Regions from separate parts of the Macaca mulatta genome. Here regions 1 and 2 are each linked to region 3. Evidence: chromatin contacts called from public Hi-C data. All regions are on one chromosome and are shown on one strand. Each heading gives the region's core, a stretch centred on a gene start, on an enhancer-like site or on the middle of the called end of the contact. The rest is flanking DNA. Distances are from core to core; before and after follow the strand shown. Region 1 has its middle 200 kb from the start of SORL1. Region 2 has its middle 120 kb from the start of UBASH3B. Region 3 overlaps LOC106993508 (a long non-coding RNA gene).

The links. A called contact is a pair of places that touch in the nucleus more often than the background predicts.
Region 1: a contact with region 3 is called in a Hi-C map of fibroblasts, with 5 times the contacts expected there. The contact joins two enhancer-like sites. A contact is called at or near these places in 5 of 14 Hi-C or Micro-C datasets (blood, cortical neurons, fetal cortex germinal zone and 2 more).
Region 2: a Hi-C map of fibroblasts shows a contact between it and region 3, with 2.4 times the contacts expected there. The contact joins two enhancer-like sites.

The regions. Positions count from the first base shown.
Region 1 is chr14:122,322,976-122,326,989 of T2T-MMU8v2.0, forward strand. No RefSeq gene overlaps it. Among named protein-coding and RNA genes, the nearest start is that of SORL1, 200 kb to the left of the region's middle. Within about 2 kb of position 1,681, at least 21 of the 40 cell types and tissues checked have an H3K27ac peak or open chromatin away from gene starts, as enhancers often do.
Region 2 is chr14:123,150,730-123,154,855 of T2T-MMU8v2.0, forward strand. No RefSeq gene overlaps it. Among named protein-coding and RNA genes, the nearest start is that of UBASH3B, 120 kb to the right of the region's middle. Within about 2 kb of position 1,707, at least 7 of the 40 cell types and tissues checked have an H3K27ac peak or open chromatin away from gene starts, as enhancers often do.
Region 3 is chr14:122,739,671-122,743,869 of T2T-MMU8v2.0, forward strand. The region is part of intron 3 of LOC106993508 (a long non-coding RNA gene); the gene reads right to left. Among named protein-coding and RNA genes, the nearest start is that of MIR125B-1, 14 kb to the right of the region's middle. Within about 2 kb of position 1,306, at least 2 of the 40 cell types and tissues checked have an H3K27ac peak or open chromatin away from gene starts, as enhancers often do.

The DNA of each region.
Region 1 (4,014 bases), core at 431-2,930, 420 kb before region 3:
GAGCAGGTGACTGACCGACGGACTTGCAGATGGCCTTGGGGATTCGTTTGCGCCCTAATAATTTAAGAACGTGAGTCCTGTGGGAATGGATGTGGCCACTGGGGATATAGCTGGTGGCAAGATTTCTGAGGATCGGGATGGGTCTTACATTTTTTGCCCAGCTGTAAAATGGGAAGGAGGCTTTTTTCCAACTCAGTCCTTAGTGTCAAGTTTCCAGACCCACGCAAATGGCAGCTCTTTCTATACTTATCTGGGGGTGAGATGGAAGAAGGGATGGAATGGAGAGGATCCGTTCCCTTTTTGAACTTGGGAGTTTATAGGTAAGTGGACAAAAATGAGCCTACGGAAGAGACTGACTTTGGTCCGGATTAGCAGTATTTGCTCTTCCGGGAACCTCACATGTGGGCAGCAGAGAGCTGAGGGTGTGCTTGGTAGCTACAAGTAAAGGGAGGCGCTGTGCTTAATGAGGTCTGCAAGCCTGGATCTTTTCATTTGACCCAAGTCTTTCTCCCTTGGATTAACCTCTCTGTGTTGCTGGGAAGCACAGCTCATCTGGCTGTAGCTCAGAATTTTGTACCTGGCCCACAGGAGATTCCTGGGAGTGGAGTCTAGGTCCCCACCCAATTCTGATTGTGAGTAATGGATACCGTTTGGATGGGAACTGTAGAGGATTTATGTTTAACGCCAGAGGGCTGGAGGTCATAGCTGAAGCAAGTTGATTAAAATCAGTTACTCAGGGGATTTGACTACACAACCCGTAATTGGAGGAATCCAGCTTCTTCTCAGAATTGGCCCCCAAATACTGAGGAAAGGTAGATTCGAGGTCTGCAATCCTCTCCTTAACTCTGAACTCAGAGCTGTCATTGTCTCAGACACGCACTTGACACTAAACATACATTTTCCTCTGACATATTTGTATTGTTTTTTAAACTGTCTGACAAATAGTTGTGCTGAGTGAGTTCCGGGCACCTAGCAGGCAGGCAGTAAATATTTGCTGTGCATCGAAAGAATGCCGTTGGCTTGGCTGTCAGTATGGCTCCGATTCAGAACCATCCCAGCGCTGGGTTCTTGAGGCTGGGAGGATTGCACGTTGAAGGGCTGGTCAAGCCCTGCCTGACCAGAAAGGTCTCTGTGAATACTGGAACATTCTCAGACATGCTGAGGAAAAGCTACCATCGCAGGCAAGAGGGACGGTGGGGGGAAGTGCAGTTGGGAGTTTTCCTAGAGACGTGGTTCCTTTGTTCTGGTAGATTTCAGCCAGAAAGAACAGCAAAATTTTACTGTCTGCAAACCACCAAGGAGCTACTCCCCTCCCCCTTTACCTCCTTCCTTCCCAACCTGGGAATTCATTTGCTGCTTCTCTCTCCTCCTCCTCTGCCCTGGGGCAGTCCCCAGGGACAAAGCTCTTTGTTGTGAACACTCTGAGACAATACGGAATTGCACAGTCCCCAGGGCACAATCGGGGCTGTCCTCCACGGAGAGTGATCGCCCGGGCAGAGACCCCCACCTGTTGATCTCCCCCTTCCCGGGGCGAGCGGCAACCTGCATTGTGCTGAGGACGCACGCGTTTCCACAGCAGGCTCAGCAGATGGTGCTGGTGAGCAAAGCCATGCCCGTCCCTCCCGCGCCCCTCCCCACCGCCAGAGCCTCGCTGGTCTAAAGCAAAAACAGATGTTTTCATCATTTCTGGATCTGGCATGTGACTCGCAGTTCAGCAATGCGCCGACATAACCCAGAGTTGTACGTCCCCTTCATCCCCCGCAAAATAAAAATCCTGAACTTAAATGAGCCTTCCTCCTTGGCGAGCCACTGACACATGATCTGTGTAATCCACGGGGCACATGTTTAATCGGACTCCGACTGCAACTGCCTTTGTAGCCGGCCCCGGCTCTATAATTGGGAAGTTGTCTTTTTTTCAGCGAAGACACAGGACAGCCAGACTAGCTATCTTTACACCAAGGGCTGGGAAGAGGCGCTAGCCTTTTAAAATAGCCCTGGTCTGGCTGGCTGGCGAACCTGTCTGCGTGGGAGCCGGTGAGCGGGGCCAGAACAAAACAGGAAGGCCGCGGCGGCGCGCCCTGTTCCCGGCGCCCTCGGCAGGTGGCAGCATCGGCCCGAGCTGGCCTCTGCCGCTGGCCAGCCCCAAAGCAGGGCCCTTTTACTTTCGGTGGCCTCAAAATTATTAGTTCCAGATGAGTTCTTGCAATTGTAATATTTGGTTTAACCCAATCTGCCCGACTGCGTCAGCGCACGTTCAAATACAGCCGTCTGAAGTCTAAGCAGACATCAGAGGCATGGTTCAGGGGGTGTCAACATTCCTTACCCTTGGAAAGAATTAAAGCAAAACAAAACAAAACAAAAAAAGGAGGCTGATTTATCCCCAAACGAAAGAAGGGTGAACAGGCATGGGGCTAGGGTGCCCGAGAGGGAGCGAGCAGTGGACATTCAGGGAAGGCGTAACAATGGAACTTTGTCCAGGAGGCCCGCTAGAGTGGAACTGGATTTATTTGTTGAACTAGGAAGGGACCTCTGGGTTCTTTGAAGGTTAGAGCAAATAAGCAAAACTGGCGTGCATTTGGTTTACTAAGAGCAGAGTCCTTCAAGTCACGTAGGCTGCTATTGTCAGACACAAAACGCGTTGTTTCTGGGGCTGGGCCTCTGCTTAACACTTGGCCTGGTGTCCCAGGAAGGGGGCAGAGGAGGAGGGGGCTCCCCATGTTAGCACACAGCTTTTAGGGGGACTCTGAATATCTGCCAAGGATGTGGACTGGGTTTCCTAAGGACAGCAGCCCAGGCCCCAGAGGACTCATTAAGAAGACAGGAGCCCTCCTGCAGGCCCTCTGGCCAGTGGACTGGCTGGAGTCATCAAGTGTCTTGTAAATGGCCCTGCTGTGGTTTTACTACCACACCGTGGAGCTGGACGCAGGGGAGACTAGGGACCCATCCTGGTGGTCTCAGGGTATTCCAGATGCATGAGCTGAGGCTAAAAGACTCCCTCTGACCCCCAGGACAGAGCAGCAAAATGTGCAAAGGGAGCCCAGAAAGCCTGCTCCAACCACCAGCCAGGAAAGGGTGTCTCCTCCCTTAGCAGAGATGGAATAACCTGGCCTTGAAAAGACAGCCTCTGTCAAGCAGTCCCCCACGCCCCTTCCCCCTGCCGGCACCTCACTTGTAAATCTGTGCTCAAATTCTTCAAGCACCTCTCCCAAGGTTGCAAGAAAGATTCCTGCTAGTCGACTCCAGGGAGCCTGGCCGTTTCCCTGCAGGTCTCTGGCTCAACATGGTACTGATCAAAAGCCGGCACCAGTCTGGCAGATGCTTTAAGTCCTGCATGTCGGGAGCTAGCGGCTGGCGCTGGCATCAGCCAGCCAGGCCGACGGAGCGGCCATCTTGTTAGATGTGGTTGGGGCCTCGCTGGTCTCTTACCTGCTGCAGGGGCCACCCCACTGTGTGGAGGAGGAGGTGGGACCTCCACACATCTGGTCCAATACCTGCAGAGTGTTTAGGGACCCAGACTTCCTGCTATCCTCCTTTCAGTCTGAAAACTACATGTGTTCCTGCAGATTGCTGGGAAAGTGCTGACTGTCTTGCTGGGAGTCTCGCCCTGATCCTAGAGGGAACTTGGCCTTGGGGGGAAATAGGCAAGTGAGGCATTCGCGTGAGTACAATGGTTCGAGGCCTGCGTGCCTGGAATGGCTGAGGAATTCCAGTGTTCCTTTCCATTGCTGCATTTACTTTATTCCCTTCTGAGAATCAGCCTTTGGACATGCTATAATCCAGAACTTCTCAGTCCTGCCTACTTAGGAATTGCCTGGCCCCTACCCCCAGAGCTGCTGAAATCACAAGGAAAAGGGATTGGGGATAGGGGTCACAATTTTACTCCCTGCCCAGGTGGTTGTAATGTACAGCTAGAAGCTAAAAAACAAAATTTAAAAATCACTGCATTTCTAACCCAAATTCCCTTGCTTTAACAGATGAGGTTCCTAAGAGTTAAGTGGCTCAGCCAAGGTCACA
Region 2 (4,126 bases), core at 457-2,956, 410 kb after region 3:
TTATAATTGTCCTGAAGCCCTTTGTATTTTGCAAAACTGCTTTGCAATTGTTTTTTTCGTAGGATGTACTTAAAAATGAATCCATTAGGGGTAGCATGGCAAACACAGCTCAGAGAGGTTGTTGTTAGCAAAGCCAGAATAAAATCACAGAAAGTCTTTCAATTTTTTTAGGGTGCTCAAAGTGCTTTTCTCAAAATATTTGCATTTCCAAAACTCAAACATATCCAAAAGAACGGTGAACTTAGCTTTTCCTCTTTGGATTTAGGATAGAGTTGTCAGATAAAATACAGGATGTCCAGTTAAATTTGAATTTCAGATAAACAATGAGTATTTTTTTAGTATAATTAGGCCCCATGTAATACTAGAAATGCTAATAGTTCTGCATTTTTATTTGCTAAATCTGGGAATCTTAACTTAGGAAGATAATATTACTCAGCCCAGAGCTGTATGAACTTTGGGCAAGAAACTTAATGGATTGAAATTTCCTCATCTCTAAAAATAAAATGTTGTGCTACAAAAATTGCAAGTGCAATTTATTTCTAATTCAGCTATGATACAATATCTTTTCATCATGCAAGATTTATCTAGAGGTATAATTACGGGTCATGCAAAGAGTGCCCCATTTGGAGTAAGAAGGATCTGAATTTGATCCCACCATTAATTAACCATGTGATCTTAGGCAATCAAATTGTCGAAATCTCGGATTCTTTAACTACAAATTGGGGATAAGGTACTCATTATAAGGGTCAAATTAGATGATGTGTATAGAAGTGTTTTGGATCTATGTGAAGTCATAAGCAGATTATGATTTACTAAGAAGTGACTCTCAAGCAATGTAAAACGAGTTATTAGCTAACTTGTATGGTCAGAGGTCCATTCTCCTATATGACTCAAACCAAGTTTTCAAGCTCAGGTAGGTTCTAAAAAAGGTACCCACAAGTAGGCATTTTACTGTCTTTGCTCTTTGTATTTTAGGAGACTTACGGTTCAAGTGTCAGCTCTACACCTCGGTTTCTTCAAATAGCAAATGAGCAAAAACAATACCCACCGCATGCATGTATCATGAGAGCTGAATGTGAAAACATAGAAAACACCTGGCACACAGAGTTTCTCACTAGAAATGTCAGTTCCTGCTCTTCTCTACGGTTGAGCCTCAATTGAAGCCTGCTCTGGGTACAGGCCACTGGTGAGTGGGTGTGTTTAAGGAGCGGGCCTCTGTTTCCATTCCCCTTTTCTATGTAGCAGTTCTGTTGTCAGAGCCCAGCAGGACAAGGAAGGCCTCTTCCCATCTCCAGACCTCCCTCTGTGAGGGAGCCTGAGATGCCTAACACGTTTTGTATCTTCTGATCTCTAGGGACCCAGAAGTCAATAATAACCTTCCCTAACCTCAACCAGATTCAAACCAGAAAGTGGCAGGAGAAAAGTCGCCTTGACCCAAAGGGGCATCCAGCCTCTCCCATTTCAGACACAGGATAATGCAATCCAGACCACACGAAATTTCCCGTATGTGAAGACTGCCTCAGCCCTCTGCACCAGGCTTTCCAGCCTCTCTCCCTCTTGCCTCAGACAAAGCTCTCCCTCAACCACATTGTGTGACCAGGCCAATCCTTGGAGACAGAGAGACGTCTGCCCTAGGGAACTTCCAAGCTGCCCAGGGGATGGCCAATTCACCCTTTTCAGAAGCCAACTTGGAAATGGCATCACGGTGCTTTGTGAACACATCTATGGTGCAACACTGACCTCCAGTGGCTGAGCCAGGAGGAGACCGCTCTCCACACTGTCTCACAGCAACCCTGTCCTCCCAGAGGCTAGCGTACCAGATGATAAGCTCTTCTTGGAACCACTTCCCAGAACACCTATGCACAATATCTTAAAAAAAAAAGAGAGAGAGAGAGAAAGAGAGCAAAAACATAAGACCAGAGTTACTCACCAGTTGAATCCGACCATGTCACTCCACCACTTAGAAAACTTACGCGGTTAGTAGTCCCTCTATTGATCACAGAATAAAGTCTGAAGTTTTTTTGTTTTGTTTTGTTTTGTTTTGTTTTGTTTTGTTTTGTTTTGTTTTGTTTTTGAGACGGAGTCTCGTTCTGTAACCCAGGCTGCAGTGCAGTGGTGCGATCTCGGCTCACTGCAAGCTCAGCCTCCCGGGTTCCCGCCGTTCTCCTGCCTCAGCCTCCCGAGTAGCTGGGACTACAGGCGCCCACCACCATGCCCGGCTAATTTTTTTTATTTTTAGTGGAGACGGGGTTTCACCGTGTGAGCCAGGATGGTCTCGATCTCCTGACCTCGTGATCCGCCTGCCTCAGCCTCCCAAAGTGCTGGAATTACAGGCGTGAGCCACCGCGCCCGGCCAAGTCTGAAGTTCTTAGTACAGCAGACTTCTTTCGGATCTGGGTGAGACTACCTGTTTTTAAAGTAGAGCAGTAGAGGGGTCTCTGTTTAAATGACCTTCTTCACTTTTCTGCTGGTACAACTTTTTTTCTTTTCTTTCTTTTCTTTTCTTTCGTGTGTGTGTGTGTGTGTGTGTGTGTGTTTGTTTGTCAGGGTCTTGCTCTGTCACCAAGGCTAGAGTGCAATGGCGCAATCAAAACTCACTGCAGCCTCGACCTCCTGGGCTCCAGTGATGCTCCCACCTCAGCCTCTTCAGTAGCTGGGACAACAGGTGTGTACCATAATACCTGCCTAACTTTTTAAAATCCGTTATCTTTGTAATGGTTTCATATCAAAAATTGCCATCTTAATGACACTTTCAGTATTATCTCTCCTTACCACTGTAGAATTAATTTTGTTTTCAAAACATACAGCAAGTGGAGTTAAAACTGATCCATTTATTTATTCAAAAAACAATAATAAGACATTTATTGTAATGCCAGTAATTGTCCTGGATAGTCAGGATAACAGATAAAAGAGGCATGCTTTCTGACCTCAGAATGCATATAGACTAGTGGAGAATACATAGAGAAATCATTGCATAGAGTATAGCAAGAAGCTATGTGCAAATTACACGACTGGCTTAAGAATGGAGGTAATCACTTCAGCCTGTGCAAAAGGCAATCAGAGATCCTGCCCCAACAGTGAGAGGCCTTGTCTGGATCTCGAAGGGTGAGCAGGAGTTAGCCAGGCACTGTAATCCCAGCCACTAGGGAGGCTGAGGCAAGAGGATTGCTTGAGGCCAGTTCTAGACCAGTCTGAACAACATAGCAAGATCCCCACCTCTACAAAAAAAAAAAAAAAAAAATTATCCCAGTGTGGGGATGAACACCTGTAGTCTCAGCTACTTGGGAGGCTGAGGCAGAAGGATTGCTTGAGCTCAGGAGTTTGAGGCCGCAGTGAGCTATGATCAAGTCACTGTGCTCCAGCCTGGGTGACTGAGCAAGGCACCATCTCAAGGGGAAAAAAATAAAGGAACCAGGAAGATAGGATAATTTTAAAAGAGAAAGAAGGAATGAAGCATATTTGAGGCATGAAGTAACTTACACAGAAGCAGGAATGTTTTGGAGCCAGGGAGTAATCCATCATGGCTGGCACATGCTGCACAGCAGAAGAATATAGGGCTAGAATGCAGACTGGGATCAGAAGGCAGGATCAAGAGTGTAAAATGTTGGTTATGGGAATGAGGAGTCATTAAAGGCTCTTGAATGAAAGCCCTATTTAGAATGAATACGCTGACACAACTAGCAATAGCACATTAGGCAAGCAAAAAGAAATCAAAATTAGGTTTCTGCCTGTTCTTGGTACTCAGAGTCACTGGGGTGTCAGTCCAATCTAATCTGAGAGGCTAAAGCAAGGTCAGTGAGTGGGTAAACAGACAGGTCAGGCACAGGACATAAAAGGAGAAGACTTAAAAAACAAGAAGAGCAGTCACTTGGTGTGTAGTTGTGAATAGAAACAAATGCCAAGGCCAGGCATGGTGGCTCACGCCTATAATCCCAACACTTTGGGAGGCGATGGGGGGTAGATCATTTGAGGCCAGGAGTTTGAGACCAGCCTGGCCGACATGGTGAAACCCCATCTCTACTAAACATACAAAAATTAACTGGCTGCGGTGGCTCATGCCTGTAGTCCCAGCTACTCGGGAGGCTGAGGCAGGAAAATCACTTGAACCCAGGAGGCAGAGGTTGCA
Region 3 (4,199 bases), core at 56-2,555:
AGGAAATAACCTGGGACTTTCGGCAGTCATTATCCTAAAGGGTAATAATCAGAAGGTTGAGAGGAAAAACTTAAGATGGGACTTATCTAATGGGCTAACTTAGGTGACTTAGAGAATTACATACAAAGGGTATAACCAGAGCCAAGTGTAATGTCCCATGTGATTTTTACTAGGAGAGACTAGTCTTAATAATTTCATCTTTGGACAACCCTCCTTTCTAAGCATGTACCTGCCACTTAGGGATCCCCAACCCAACACGCTGAGGCTCATTTCATCATCATTACAGCTCTAACCCCATTGTAAAAATTCACCAGGGTCTTTTAAGCCAGGATAACAAACTTCTCAAAGTGTTGAAAAAACTTGGTGGCTGATATATGCATGGACTAAGTTATGTATATAGGTTAATAAACACACACACACACACACACACACACACACACATCTTTTAGGACTGGTTTGCCTGAAGTCTTCACATCATGGAATGTCAAATGTCAAATGTCTTTAAAATATGATTATCGGCCAGGCACGGTGGCTCATGCCTGTAATCCTGGCACTTTGGAAGGCTGAGGTGGGTGGATCATGAGGTCAGGAGTTTGAGACCAGCCTGGTCAATATGGTGAAAACCCGTCTCTACTAAAAATACAAAATTTGAGGTCGGGTGCAGTGGCTCACGCCTGTAGTCCCAGCTACTTGGGAGACTGAGGCAGAAGAATCGCTTGAACCTAGGAGGTGGAGGTTGCAGTCAGCCGAGATCATGCCACTGCACTCCAGCCTGGGTGACAGAGTGAGACTCTGTCTAAAATATATATATATGTATGTATATATTTATATATATAATGTATATGATATATATGTGTATGTGTGTGTGTGTATATATATATTTTTTGTCTGATTCTCCTAAGAGAGAGTAAACTGGCAGAGAAATAGATAAGATAATAATTTGACATTCCACATTGTTGTTATCTATATATAGTGTTGTCCTTGATGTTAGCAGATGCCAGAATTCCTAGATCAATTAAATAGAGCACCCTTTGCCCACAGCTTCCTTTGTAAAAGCTGAATATACTAACGGATTTTTCAAAATATCTATTTTTCATTTTTAAAAGTATCCCTATTTAAAATGTAGGAGTCTAAAAATATACACAAACCAAATGTTGATTCATTGTAGGAGTTGCATGTTATGATTCCCTCATTGCATCTGGTAACTGCATGTGGTTAGCTACACTTGGTACGACTGGATACAGCTTGACATATTCTGGGATTTATTAAAATGTAAATGACAAAGCAGAAAAGAATGTTCAGACAATTGGATTACTCCATTGACTGAATGTTCCAATACTGTATCTATTTTTGTCAAAGCAATGGTGGTTCCTGCTGTGGAATGCTGAATGGAATATTCCATTGCAGGGCATGGGGAGAACTTGAATAAAGGAAATTGAAACCTAACCATTTAATTTTTAATTCACCTCTCTAAAAGCAACACATTGCCAATACTTGTAAAAGAAATTATGATAATTTTGGCACACAATTATTGGAAGATCATCACTTTCAACTATTTATTCAGTGTCTATTATTGGTTCTGTAACTTCATTCATGAAAACAATGATACATTTGCTTGTTTTTGCTCTTGGCCTTGGCTTGTTTTCGTTATGAGCATTATGTGATGAGCATGAATATCTGTGATATGGCAGTGAATATGCACAATCCAAGAGAGACATTTTCCTGATGGGAACTGTTCTTATTTGTTCCAGAGAAGAGAAGGCTGGGAGGTAGTCTTTAAGGACATGAAGGGATTGAGTTTAAAAGAATGGAGGCCGGCTGTTCTTTCTCTCCACAGGGAACAAGAGAAAATGGGATTAAACTACAGCGTGAGGGATTTGGAATAGAAATAAGAATTTCCCAACTGTGTAGAATCTCAAACACTGAAAGGCATTTTGAAGGAAGTATGTGGACGTTAGTTTTATTTCGATGCCTTTAAAATATGGAACGGCACATTTTCACTATGTGGTTTTATACGGACGAAGAAGAGCAGATTTGATGACAGAGTTCCGGGATTCTCTTGATCTATGAGTAGAATCTAAAAGTGGTGCATGGTGGTAACTATGAGAAGTAACTATTTTTTATAGTGGTTATTTTTTCATGTCAACTTTTCTCATGGGGACAGACTGTCAATTTTACCTGTACAGTGAAACATGAAATGGAATGGAAGGTAATATAATAAGTTGGGTGGGGACAGATAATGTGGGAGCACAATGCAATTTTTAATTTTGTCTTCCCACTACCATTTCTGCTATTGAGTAATTTAAGTTTAAAGGCAAAATATCCTTCTAGTGGAGTTTAATATATGTATATTGATTTTTGAATTTGTAAAAATGTGCTCAGAATTCCTGGGGAAATGAGCATCTCCTGCACCCTCTTTATGGACACACACACACATATATATATGTATATTTTTAAGGAGTTGCATTTTCACATTTGATTAGCAAATTAGCAGAATTATTTGAGTATATGGGATTCAAATTGGTCCAAATTCAATTTTGCTGTTAAAAATTATGACCACAGTGGATATTAGTCTTGACTTGAAGATAATTATATTTTCCACTTCCCTGAGATAGTTTAGTGTAGCAGAAAGAGCGTTGTGTTAAAATCAGAAACTTGGGGGTCAGGTCTTATCTCAATCATGGCCTGGCTGTTTGACCTGGACAACTCAGTAACTGTTAAGTGTGAGTTTATATTCTGAGGAATAAACAAAAATGTGTTAAACAAATGGTTTTCGTTCTAATATGCTGTCAGCTATTGATATCAAAAACTCTCGATTTTCTGAGCTGAGTCTAAGATTATGTTCCCATAAGTCAATAGTTCTCAACTTTGGCTGCACATTCTGATCTCCAAAGGAGCTTCAGAAAATTCCAATTCCCAGGCCACATTCACACCAATTAAATCAGAATCTGACCTAGGTATCAGTATTTTCAAAACTCCCCAGGTGGTTACAATGTACAGCCAAGGTTTAAAACTCATGCTTTGGATACAGTGCAGTAAGGAACTGAAATAATCATATTAGTGTTATCTATTATGAGTGTGAGAATTGTGTCCATCTTGTTCCTTCCTGTATCCTCAAAACTGAACAAAGTGCCCAGCACATAGTTGGTGCTCAGTAAATACTTAATAGTTTTAGTAAACTTTGGCCAATTCCTAAAAGATACAGGATGTATCAAATCAGCTACCTCCTTTAATCATTTTTATGTTCATCTCATTCACTTAATAAGAGCTCAATTCTCTTCTTTTTTTTGGTCTGTGTAAACATCAAATGAAAGTGAAATAATAGGTAATCTTTTGCTGCAATACAATTCACCTATCCTTAGGACGAAATTGAAAAAAAAATTATCTATCACATTCTCTAGAGAAGGGGCCCTTTGGAATCTAAAGACATGTCTACTACATGACTCTACACATCTAAGTGAAAATTAATAAAACTAACTGTCTCTATGTGTCCAGATGTGATATTCATTCAGCAGACATTTATGAAGTACTTTTGATGCCAAGCATTGTGGTAGGCTATTGTAGACTTTCCTGACCAGAGTTTTATGCTAGAATTGAACCCTAATGCTCTGAGCATCTTTACACGTAATGAATTATTTTCCTTCCTTTGCATATAAAATTGTATTTTTAATATATCATTCTTGGGAGAATTGAAAAAATATCATTCAAATCATCTTTGTTCTCTGTGGTTCACATAGCAAACCCCAGTCAAGAAAGGGCTGCAAGTCAGGAGGATAAAATGACAAGTAAAACGTAGCATTTATCTTCTCGAGTGGCACTGTCCAATAGAACTTTCTCAGTGATAGACGTGTTCTATATCTGTGGTGTTCAACAGAGTGGCCACCAGTTGCATGTGGCTGTTGAGAACTTGAGATGTGAGCAATGCAACTGAGGAGCTAAATTTTTAATTTTACTTAACATTAATTAATTTAAATTGAAATAGCCACATATAGTGAGTGGCTACCTTGTTGAATGGCACAGTTCTAGAATCTCATGTTCAAATATGAGCACGACACTGGATGATAAGTGCTAATAAGAGGTAAGCTCAGAATGACATAAAAGCACCTAGGTGGGGAAGCTAGTCTTAGCGGTGGTAGAGGTTGGGGTGAAAACTTTCCAGAGAAAATGACTTCTAGGATGGGATGTAAAGGACGAGCGAT